2 separate regions of the Mus musculus genome follow, and region 2 is linked to region 1. The links are chromatin contacts, called in public promoter capture Hi-C maps. All regions are on one chromosome and are shown on one strand. The core of a region is the stretch at or near the end of the contact, and the rest is flanking DNA. Distances in the headings are between cores, read along the strand shown.

Evidence for each region. Promoter capture Hi-C pulls out the DNA fragments that hold promoters and counts their contacts.
Region 2: a promoter capture Hi-C map of pre-B cells shows a contact between it and region 1, with 3 times the contacts expected there. The contact joins the promoter of Rac2 here to the promoter of Bop1 in region 1.

Annotation. Positions count from the first base shown.
Region 1 is chr15:76,475,469-76,481,527 of GRCm38.p6, reverse strand. Bop1 (block of proliferation 1) reads left to right here and starts at 4,279. Exons shown (of 16, transcript NM_013481.2): 1 at 4,279-4,399. The coding sequence starts at 4,307. It overlaps Hsf1 (heat shock factor 1), which reads right to left and starts at 4,166. Exons shown (of 13, transcript NM_001331154.1): 1 at 3,811-4,166. The coding sequence starts at 3,927.
Region 2 is chr15:78,570,979-78,577,268 of GRCm38.p6, reverse strand. Rac2 (Rac family small GTPase 2) reads left to right here and starts at 4,486. Exons shown (of 7, transcript NM_009008.3): 1 at 4,486-4,658. The coding sequence starts at 4,624. Gm36738 (predicted gene, 36738) reads left to right here. Exons shown (of 2, transcript NR_155437.1): 2 at 2,597-2,858.

The sequences.
Region 1 (6,059 bases), core at 3,030-5,529:
ATGTGTGTGTGTGTGTGTGTGTGTGTATATATATATATATATATATATATATATATATACATAAACACATATACACACACACACACACACACACACACACACACACAAACCCAAGGTGGAGAGTGACTATTGATGATACTTGACATGCACACTAGACAGACAGACAGACAGACAGACAGACAGACAGAGTACCTGACAGAGACAGGTAGTGAGCAATAGCTGGCTGAGTCTGAGTTTGGATTTTCAGCTCTAAGCCAAGCTTCTTCACCTTAGTTTTCATCTGTAGTACAAGCGGCTGGACGAAGGCTGTTGTGCAACACTGCCTGACTGTTACTGCTGGAAGTACCGGAGCCTCCGGAACCTGCAGCACACATCACAACTCACCTCTGGTATACATGACCTCTGACATTCTGAGTCGGCTGCCAGGTATGGAAGGGAGGGGCCGCTGGGCCTGTTAGTTCCTCTTGAGCATCTGAGAATGAGCTCACCTGGCTGTCAGAGCCCGGATAACGGGAGTGGCCCTGCTTGTCCTAGGAGTTCTGGATATCAGCCATGGCTGAGCCTCTGCTTTAACACGCTTCATGTGATCCCATGAAGAACACTGAGGCGGATGGGTGCCCTGCTCCTGTATCACTGCACAGACTGCTTGGTCTCCAACAGCCTACCCCGGGACCCAGCTCTTCCACTGTGGCTGTCCAAGCGAGCACTGGTATTCAAGAACCCTTGCTAAGTGGTTCCAGTTTCTTCAATGACAGGGTCCCCCCAGAGGCTCAACCCAGCCATTGCTGTTCTCAGAGAAGAGAACCGCATCACTGGGCTGGATTAGGGTGAGACCAGAGAGGCACCTAGCAACAAAATTCACGAAGATCCTGCACTGGAAAGGCTACCAAAGAGCAGGGGATATCTTAAAAATGAGACTTCATTCCTTTTTTTCTTTTCTTTTTTTACCTCCCTGACTATTTAAGGCTTCAGTCTCTCCCAGCCCCAGCACTTGTTTGGCACAAATCATGTGGCCGTCTTCCTGGTTCTCAAGCCCCTCAGGTAGCTCCTGGGGCTAGCAGACCAAAGCCAGGACAAAGGGCAAGTGGGGCCTGGTCTCCATCTCTTTGCACCTAGTAGAACGACACTGCTTGGGTTGGGTAGTAGGTTAAACACGCTCAGGAGATGGAGAGATGGTTAAGTAGGAAGCATTCGAGTCTGAATTTGGATTCCCTAGTACCCATGCAAAGCTGGGTGTGGCTGTGCGTGTCTGCAGGCCCAGCACCGTGTGGAGTCGAAAGGATTGTTGGGGTTTGCTGACCAGCCAGTCAAGCTGACTAAAGGCAAGTTCCAAGTTCAGTGACACGCACACACACACACCACACAAAACCACACCACACACAAAAACATTCACCTTCTAAAAACTAGAAGAAAATTAAAACACACACACACACACACAAACTACCACCATCTGTACTCTTTTGAGTTAGACAAACTTATTTCTCATGTTTCTTTTTAATATTTCTAAAACGGGTGGGGCAAAATGATCTTACAAAATTTGGATAAAGCTAGATACAGGTTCTAAGCTTTGGCTTTTTTATTTGGGCTTCATTCCCCATTTCAAAATGCACCGAGGTGGCTCTCCAACAATGCTAGCAAGTGTCTGACCGAGGGGACACAGGAAGCACAGAGAGAAAGCCAGGATTGAGAAATGACCCTATGGATTCACTGTTTAGCCCGACCTACTTGTTGTCCCGACCTACTTGTTGCATCTCTGGGCACGGAATCTGGAGGCACCTTTGGTACAGGGTAAAAAGAGAAGCCTACTGAGAGAGGACCATCCACACCCACGTTCACGCGCCTGCAGGGATCTTACTGGGATCCTAAATCTGGTCAAGGGTGTGCTGTCCCGTGGGACCTGACTGAGGAACCCTCTGGATGGCCTGAGGTTCTTGTGGAGCACCTGTAACTGAAGGCGGGCCGGGGACGGGGAGTGGAACCATGGAACTGGAGAAAGGTAGAGATCTGTTCTGTCTCCTGTAGCAGGAATGAGGAGCCGAACCGAGCAAAGCTCAAAGACTTTTGGGGCTAGACAGGCTCCCTGGCCCCTCAAGGAGGAGGATATGCCTGAGAAGGGTAAGACAATTTTTATCTGCAAGTTTGAGTAAGAATGTGGACCTCAAACTTCCTGATCAGTGGGCCCGCAGGGAATGCTGTTAAGAGGCTACCAAGACAATGTACATGCCCCACAGGCCACGGGTCAGGAGCATGAATTCCTACCTGTGAACAGACAGCCAGATCCAAGAAGCTCTGCTGTCCCTGGATGGCCTAGACAAGGGTTTTCTTTTTTCTACTTCTACGTCAGAGCTTGTTTTTTGTACTCAGGGTCATGCCAGCTCCCACTGACCACCGTCTCTTATACCAGCTCCACTGCTTACAGCGTGTCTTATAGCAGTCCACTGCTGCTCAGTACAGACTACTTGCCCATGACTCCCAGCACGCTAACAAGGCTCACAGATGAGTTGCAGCTGTGTGGATGGAAGGAGGTGACAGGGCAGATCAGCTCCATCCTCACACTGAGAGGCCCTCATCAGAACACCCTGTCCTGGAAGAACCTACACTGACACCTCGCCCACATTTGTACCAATCTATAAGCAGAAACAGCAGACAGGATGGATCTTCCTAATAGGATTAAGCTCAGACTATTCCAGAGGCTACCTGGTAGTCCTACTGGACCTAGGTAAGAAAGCTCCCCTTCAGTCAAAGAAAACAGAGGGGGGTAAATTGGGGAAAGATAGAAAGGTAAGATCATACTCTCTGCCCAGGTGTATGAAATCCAGGACAGGCTGTGAACTGAATATGGCATTCAGGAAAACAACGCGGCCCACGGATAGCCCATGGGATAATCACAAAGACCGTCTCGTGAAAAGTGAAGTTCCGTGCTTTCTAGTCTTCTCTTTATTCCCAAAACACCCTTTAGGCAGAGCAGAGTTTAAACAAACAGGCAACTGAGAGCCAGAAGCCTTGGCCTCCATCTGCCACCCAGGCCTTTTCTCCATTCTTGCCAGCTTAAGAAACTTGTGCGAGGGGGCAGTGCTCCGCAGAGACCGAGAGACCCGCCAGATTTGGCTTGCAGAAGGTCAAGGTGGTGGCACCTAGCCGCCTCCATCCCTCCAAAGGTTCCCATTGAATCAGGGTGGCCTGTCTTCAGGCCACCACCATCGGCTAGCTCTGCGCGCTCTGGCCCTCAGAATCCACATGTGAACAGCAGATTCTACTTTCCAACTTAACACAAACACGGAACGACCTCTGCAAGCCAGCCAGAGATGCAGGGCCAGCAGGGTGTGCGGTGTACACAGTCCGCTGCCAGGCAACAGAACAGGGTTCGACACGGCCCTTGGAGGGCCGGGCAAAACTGCTCTGGCGTCTGGAGACTATCGGGGCTGAGCTTAGGCTCCACATCCTCCTATTCTCGCTCTTCTCTCATGCATTCCTTAGGCCTTCCACTTATTCTGAATGATTGCCTAAAAAGCAGAAACGCAGACGGACTCTGGGAACTATTTCTCTGTGAGCAAAGACCCTGTACTGGAAGCCCCGTCCTTATTGTCCGGGTGAAATGTAGGATGATTTGGGGTCTCGGCCTACTCTCCGTGAGTGGCTCTGGGGGCGGGGCGCACTTCCTCCCCAGACAGCGGCGTCCTCCCTCTAGGATGCCAGGATGGCTGAACCCGGGCGAGCCCGACTAACTCGCAGGCCGCTTTCTCCGAAGCAGGTCCCCTCCCGCCACAGGACCCTCCCTCGAAGGCCGCTCCGGCCCATGCCAGCTCCTACCGGGCTCCAGCAGATGAGCGCGTCTGTGTCCGGGTCGCTCACGAGGGTCCACAGCTTGGTTAGGAAGGCCGGGACGTTGCTGGGCCCCGCTGCACCGGGGCCCACGGCCAGATCCATCTCGGACGAAAGCAGGCAGAGGCTGGGGTGGCCTTTTAGAAGAGTGGCTGAAGGCTGAGCTAGTGTCGTCGCTGCCCCTGCCGTCCGGGCCGCTCCGCCGCCCGCTGCGCACACACAGCAAGGCCTCGCATGGCCGCAGCCATCTTGCGACCGGCGCGCTCTCGCTAGGGCCAGACCTGTAGCCTCTGTGCGCAGGCGCCGTGATCTCCCCTGCCTACTTTGCCGGCCCAGCCCTTGCGCCGCACCCTACGCCTGCGCAAGATGGCTTCACCCGGGCTGCTCACCAATCAGAGCCTGGTAGGGCGGAGCCTGGCTGGGGGCACACGAGGCGCTCCCGCTGCCGGAAGCGGCAGTAGATCGGTAGCCGGCGCGGCGCAGCATGGCGGGGGCGTGTGGTAAGCCCCACATGTCACCGGCATCGCTGCCGGGGAAACGACGTTTGGAACCTGATCAGGAGCTGCAGATACAAGAGGTAACTTCCAAGTAGCGGACAGCATCCCTCTGGGAACCATGCAGGCACTTGGCAAGACCAGGGAGGCCGGGCCGTGGCGCAGCGTGTAGTGTCGTGTGGGTCGCCTAGAGCCTGATCGTCCAGTCTGGGCTGTTATTTTGGAACTCTCAGCAGAACATTACTTGCGCCGAGGGGCGCTGGAACCCGGGGGATAGTTCTGTGGCTTGAACCGTGTTAAGGGAGAGACCTTTAAGAGTCCCCTCACCATAGTCTCTGGACCTTCCATCTGTGCTTCCTGTCCTGGGAAAGGTTGTAATTGCGCTCGTGCTGTGCTACCAAGCCAGCATGTCAGGTGTGTTGTGAATCAAAAGAGGACTTGAGATTATGGAAGTCTGATTGGAACCCAGGGCATCCAGAACTGGTTGTCATGGAACCATTGCTAGTCCATGTTGCTAAGCTCAGTAGGCTTGCTACATTCATCAAATGTAGGTGGTAGAAGGCATGCACAGCTGACTCCACTGAATTGGATCCTCAAAGTTCTCAACTTTCCTAATGCTGTGGCCCTTTTAATACGGTTCCTCGTGTTGCGGTGATTTCCCAACTACAAAATCATTTTCGCTGCTACTTCATAACTGTAATTTTGCCGGGTGGTGGTGGCACACGCCTTTAATCCCAGCACTTGGGAGGCAGAGGCAGGTGGATTTCTGAGTTCGAGGCCAGTCTGGTCTACAAAGTGAGTGCCAGGACAGCCAGGGCTACACAGAGAAACCCTGTCTCGAAAAAACCAAAAAGAAAACATAACTGTAATTTTGCTACTGTTATGAATCGTAATTATTTGATATGCAGGATAGTCTATGAAAGGGTTGCTCGCCCCAGAGGGATTGTGACCCACTGGTTGAGAACCACTACGTAAGTTGTCCCTTTGTTTTATGAAACGCCCCTAAGCTTTTCCCTCTGTGTAGTTCTAGGCAGTAAGCCTTTAATAGTCAGTTGTTTATGCCCTAACTGCGTGCAGTACTTTTACTTGTTAGTATGACAAGTAGCGTAGTTTTAGAGATGTCAATAATAAGAGAATGTCAGTGTGACATCTATGGAAACTCAGGTGATCACTGTGATGATTGGCAGCGAAGGCCACTCAGGTAGACAAGAACTAGCCAGCGGCATTGGCACCCATCTTTAATCCCAGCACTCAGAAGACAGAGACAGATGACCTCCGTTAGTTCGAGGTCAGCTTGGTCTACAGTGTGAGTACTAGGTGCAGTCACATGCTTCCTCCAGTGTTCAAGTACTTGTTCAACTTTTGGAGGTCAGTGATAGAAAACTGTTCACAATGCTTGAATGTCTTATTGTGTTCGTTGTAAAGTGGCCTCTAGGGCTGTACTCACAGGATTCTCTGTTCAAAAAAAAAAAAAAAAAGACAGCAGATGGTTTGTTTGTCTGGCACTGGGATGAAACACCAAGACCAAGGCACCTTATCAAAGGAAGAGCTTACTTGGAAGCTTGCTTGCAGTTTTAGCGGGTTGGTCCTTGACCACCATGGCAGAGAGTATTGTGCTGGAGCAGCAATTAAGAGCTTCTCTTATATCTTGATGAGCTGGGAGAGAGGAAGAGGGAGGGATTCTAGGCTTGATGTGGATTTTTGAAGCCTCAGAGCCCACGCCCAGTGACCTACCAACGCCTC
Region 2 (6,290 bases), core at 3,237-5,736, 2.1 Mb before region 1:
GGAGAGGTGGCTCAGTGGTTAAGAGCATTGGCTGCTCTTCCAGAGGACCCGGGTTCAATTCCTAGCACGTACTAGCAGCTCATAGCTGTTCAGGTCCAGAAGATCTGAGACTCTCACACAGACTTACATGTAGGCAAAAACATCTATGTACATAAAAAATTAAAAAAAAAAACAAAATTACATGCTTGTTATGCGTGTATGTGCCTGTGCATGCCATGTGCAAGTTTAGAAGTCAAAAGACAACTTTTCTTTGGGGGTCAGGGGGAGGTCACCTTTTTTCTTCTGAGTTCTGGGGATTGCATTCAACTCACCAGGCTTGGCAGTAATCACCTTTATCCCCACTGAGCCAGCTTGCCAGCCCCTAAATCAATCTGTGTGTGTGTGTGTGTGTGTGTGTGTGTGTGTGTGTGTGTGTGTGTGTGTGTGTGTGTGTTTGTTGTGGAGGGTGCACTTTTGCCACGGTGCCTGTGTGGAGGTCACAAGGCCAGCTCAGGACTCAATCCTAGTCATCCCTTTGCTTTGAGGCAAAGGCTAGCCGGCAGTGAGCTTCCGGGGTGTTCCTCCTTCCACCTTCTGTCTCACAGTAGGACTGTCTGTATCACAGAATGGTCCCCACTCTGCCTGTCTTTTATGTGGCTTCTGAAGAAGTTCAGGTTCTCCTGCTGTGTGGCAAGCTTTCTACCCACTGAGCCGCCATCTCCTCTGCCCAAAGGGATGTTTTCAAACCTCTTATTTCCACAACAATTTAAAGAGTCAGCTCTGGGGAGGATCTTGAGATAAAGATCAGCTGGCTGTTTAAGGGGAAAGTGTTTAGGGAGGTATAGCAATTCTAAAGGTATGTGTGGCTGATGATATAGCCTCAGGGTTTAGAAAGCAAAGATTGGATGGGGGTTTGGGCAGAGCTACTGTTGTAGTGGAGATAGGACACCTGGCCTTGGAAGGGAGTTCTAGCCAGATAGTGTCTTCTTTGTGACACTAAAAAAGACTGAGCACTCTCAGCAAGCATTTCTGATGGTAAATAGTTTGCAGCTAACTTACACCCATTCACTAAGAATGCCACAAGCCTGGTACTCAAGTCTGTCATGCCCTCAGGGCTCAGCAGGGCACGGTACATGGTGCGTGGTTCACAGTTCTTTGTAAGAAAAGCATCTTTGGGAGGCATAGGCTTCCCCTGGCCTGTGGACATGAGTGATACACCTTCAAAGGACACACTATGAAAAAGGAGATCACAAGTCAAAAACGGCGTAGCGCTAAAACATAAAACAACGCACACAGAAATATCAAGATTGGTAAATTGTGTGTGAGCATGTGTGCACACGTGTGCAGGTCACCACCCGTGAGCCCACGTGGAGGCAGAGTGAGAGTATTGTGGGGAGGGGACAGCCAAACAGATTGTCAGGACTGTTTAAGCAGGGTGACAGACAGCACATCAGAAAATATTGTTCTCTGTAGCATCTCCGTTCATATGGAAAAGTGTTCGGTGAACAGAATGAAAACTGAAGCCACTGTTAGGAGGAGCAGTGGCAAGCAGAGGTAATGGGCAACAGCTCTCTCATGTTTCATGTTAAGACATCAGAAGCGCCTTGTTCAGGCCAGGACTGAGGCTCCACGCCTAGCACTGTGGGCTTATGCAACCTTCCCGTAAAGAGCCCAAACAAGCCAAGGAATGACTATTATAACATTAAGAGGAAGAACACTGTCACTTAAAAAAAACAAAAAACAAGCAAGCAAACAAACAAAAAAACCAACTAGTGATAAAACTTTCCTCTGTCCACTGTCAGGTTTGTTAGCAAATTTCAAGGTATCTGTAGCAAGAGCCAGCAAGGAGGCTCAGAGGGGAAAGAACTTCCTGCCAAGTCTGATGACCTGAGTCTGATCCCCAGGGTCCCACATGGTGGAAGGAGAGAACCGGCGACTTCCATGGGTGTGTGCGTGGGCACGCACACAAATACATTTTCCATTTTAAAAGCAGCCATGGGTCTCTCTTTGTGCCAGGTTTCCACATACACAAATCCAATATGCAAAGGCTGACATTTCCCCTTCATCCAAGGAGTGGCAAGGAAATTCAATTTGAGAATTATTAGCTACAGTAGTGCTGAGAGTAATAAGGAAGCAAGAAGTGAATCTTTTGAGAAAGGTGCCTGACCTTTCTGGGAGGAAATGGTAAAATTTTATTGAAAGATATAAAGGAGAAGGTGAAGATGCTAACAGGCAGACAGAATGACTATCACAAGGATGTCAGGTCCCTACTCGCTGCTGCAGGTTGAACGCAGGACAGCCCAGGACTCTTATGTCATTTGCTTGAGCTTATTCCACAGTGTAGATGGAAGAGCAGAGATTCATCAAACACTAGAACAATCCTGAAGGAATGTAAGAGAGGCACGTTTCTCCTAGGCTTGGAGCTGGGGTAACTGAAGCAGGCTTGTGTCAGCCCCTGGGTGGATGGGAGGACTAGCAGAGAAAGGGGCCAAGGTTTGGTTTGCAGGTGACAGTCTTGGTCCACGAGGCTTCTTGACTGCCCATTCACTGGGAAAAGATAGGTAGAACTTTGTTTAATAGATGGCACTCTGGGATGATGGTCTGTGTCCATTGTCAGCACGACAGAGTCACCTGGGAGAAAGACATCTGGAGCACATCGATTTGAGGTGGGAAGATCAGCCCACTGTGGGTGGCACCATCCTGTAGGCTGGGAAACTGCATTGTGTTAAATGAAGAAAGGATCTGAGCAGCAATGCGCTCATCGTTGTTTCCTGATTGTGGGCAACCAGCTGCTCCAAGCTCCTGCTACTCTGACGACTTCCCCACTGTGATGGATTCTAACCTTGAACCATGAACCAGAATAAACCCTTTCTCCCTTCTGTCGCTGTGGTCGGAGTATTTTTTTTTCATAGTGATAGGAATAGAAACTAAGAAAGCCCTAGAGAAATCAAATCAACATCTCACAAAACCTACTAGCAGCCCCTTTGTCATCTAAAATCCACTCTGTGTATCAAGGTCACTGTCTGTAGACAGAAACTGTACACACTTTGTAGAATATCTTTGTGAAATTGCATAGGAATGCTTAAGAAAGAATCACTCAAAGAGTATCAATCATTAGGGAAGAAAAATTAAAGTTGACCACATACAAATAAACCTTTATAAATATCACAGCTTCAAAAAAAATAATTCCACATACTGGAAATGAACTATGAAACGGTTATAGCAATTCACACTTGAAAAATCAAACACCGAACTTCTCCAAATAAATATGAGGGGAAAAAATACTCCAGTAGAGAAATGGACAAATACACAAATAGTAACTTGTGTAATAGGAAACCCAAAAGTCCAATAAACAACTAAAAACACAAATGCCCAACAAAACACCTGCAAACACAAACACCCAACCAAACACTTATAAACACAAATGCCCAACACAAGGCGAGTGTAGTTGATATCATCAAAACGGCAAGAAGCCTACGACAGTTTGTAGGTAGGATTTTCGGTTTGGAGTGGTTTCCCAGCTAGGATCTTGCTGTATCGCTCGATGGCTCTGGCTGCCTTGGAACTCTCACTCTGAATCCTGGACTCAAGCTCCCAGCAATCCCTTTGTCTCAGCTTCCTGAAAGCTTAGATTGCACCATGCTGTGAGAAGGTTTGGACTTGCCAAACTTCTACCAGCTTGCTCTACTGCATCTGTCCCTGACTCTTCCTCCTCCTCCTCCTCCTCCTCCTCCTCCTCCTCCTCCTCCTCCTCCTCCTCCTCCTCCTCCTCTCACTCCTCCTCCTCCTCCTCCTCCTCTCACTACTCCTCTTCTTCCTTCTCTTCCAACTCCTTCCCTTTTCCCTATCCTCCCTCCTCTCCTTCCTCCTCCTCCCCCTTTTCCTCCACTTCCTCCCCTCCCAATTTCCCCCCTTCCTCCCCTTCCTCCTTTTCTCCCCTCTCCTCTACCTCTTCCCTTCTCTCTTTCCCTCCCCCTCCTTTGCCTTCTCTCTACACACTGGCCCTTGCTTAGGCAGCACCCCCCCCCCCCGGGCCAACTTTGTTTGACATCACACGTCATAGCCACCAGTTTTCCCTGCTGGTGACTCTGAGGTCACTCTGTAGCTCTCCCTTGGCCCATGTCTCCTGCCTTGCTCACAGCACCTGTGGTGTGGTTTGCCTTCTCTACAGAGCAGGAACTCCAGGACAACCTGGCTTCCTGCATTTTAGAGTCACCAGCTCCCAACACAATGCCTGATACACAGTAGGCACTCAAGTGTTTGCCCATGGGAGTCAGGCCAACTGACTTCTTGGAGGATGCAGATTCTTCGAGAGCAACTTTGTCCCTGCCCTGGCTTAGGAAGTGAATCTTCAATTCTCTAGGGTGCCTGGGTTCCCTTTGGAGCCTAAGTCAAGTGCCCTTGGTGGCCTGGGCCCAACCTAGCACCTGTGGGGCCCCAGGTCCTCTTCCAGACCGCATGCTCCACCCCCTCAAGGCTGTGGGGCAGCAGCTTGGGTAAGTTCCTCTTCCGTTTCCTCCCGCCTCTTGAGCTGGGGTGCTGCTCCTCACTGCCGGGTACCTCCTAGCCACTCCATACCACTGGTGTCCACAGCAACGCTCCTGGCCCCCAACTGTCATCCCTGGCTGCTGGGCCTCAGATGCAATGCAGGCCATCAAGTGTGTGGTGGTGGGTGATGGGTAAGTACCTGGCTGAGTTGTCTCCCACCCCTACCAGGATGCCTCTGAGATCCTCCCTGGTACACCCACAGATTCAGGGCTCCCAGGAGGTTCTGGGGAAAGTCGCTTCCTTTCCTTGTAAGGGCTTACAAGGAACATTTGGGGTGGGTCTGGACTGCTCCCTGTCCTTCAGCCTACCCCACTCCGGAAGCTACTTGGGTGGAGGGCCTGGACTGTGGGTGGGGTGCTGCTATTTGCCTGTACCCTGAGAGCTGGGACAGGGCTCCTACCGGGCCAGCATCAGTTCAGGGTACAGGTACGAGGAGGGAAATCAGCAGCTTGCCCTTCGGACCTTTGTTTCCCAGGCTGGCCCAGGCTCTAGTTGCTGTCTTGCTGGGCCTAGGGGACTTCTGGCAATCTCCAAGCTTTCTGACTCTCAGTCCAGCCTCTGCTCTTAAGGACTCCAGAGGGCAGGCTGGCTGCAGCCCTGCTAAAGTCTGATAGTCATTGTCAGATCTTGGGACCACAGGCTCTCATAACCCAAGGCCTGAGTTTCTTCATGTGTCTCCCATATATTCCGACACATTAGGGTGCAGTCCTCAAGTCTATCTTGGGTCCCGCTAGATCCATCCTCACATGTACTAGACAGCCATCTTCAGTTCGAAACGGGGAGGGGCTGAGGCCTGGAGACCTTTCCTGGCTTAGGTCCCAAGGTCACACACACTTTGGCTCTGCTGGTGGCATAGGCTATCTACCTCCTCAGCTGACTAGGTCCGACTTGGTCGCTGCTGCAGCCGCCACCGCGCTAGGGTGTCAGCCGTTATCTGTGGCAGCTGCTCTGCTCACTTCTGCTTTGTGTCTGATCTGGGGGAGGAGGGGGCGGACACGGAGGGCCGGAAGTCAATGATTCTATGCATTCAAAGTTACCTGGGTGGCAGGCTGGGGCTTGAGGGCAGAGGTTTAGGGGGCAGGGACAGCAGAGCAACCTCCTCGAGTGGGAAGTGACTTAACGGAATTGTACTGGGGAAGGCCCGGAGCTGTCCCTCTGGCCTCTCAGCTTCCTGCTGAATGACCTGGGTGACCTCCCAGCTTGGCAGGGAGATAGCTTAAATGGTGGTCATCTCCATTTATCCCATTTCTCTTTTGTATGTGGTCACCGGGCTGTGGCTCTCTGTATGATCTGTCTTCCACCAACCCTACTTACCATCACAGAGTTCGTTTTACAGGTGGGAAAGACCAAAACTCCGAAAAGTTACATAACCTGCCTTGGAGGCAGAGGATTTGAACCCAGGCCCCTCTGACTTCAAAGAGGGGCGATGGGCAGTCCCTAACAGTCATTAGTTGGTGCCACTTCTATGGCACCGGGTTCAGTGTCTTAGAAGTATCAGTTATTTTACTGGGAAGATGGGCTTGTCCTTGTTGTCTACATGGGGAAACTGAGGTACAAGGTGCTTAGGTGACTTGCAAAGTTGTGTAGATGGCAAATGATGGAGGCAGGATCTGAAGCTTAAGAGAGACACGTGACAGTCTTACCCAGCTCTCCAGGGTCCTCTGTTCGGCCCCATGGTCATCTGTGCCTATCACCTGTATCCCACACACTGGTACATGTACAGTACTGGAGTTCTCCTCAGATGTGTGGCTCACACCCATGGC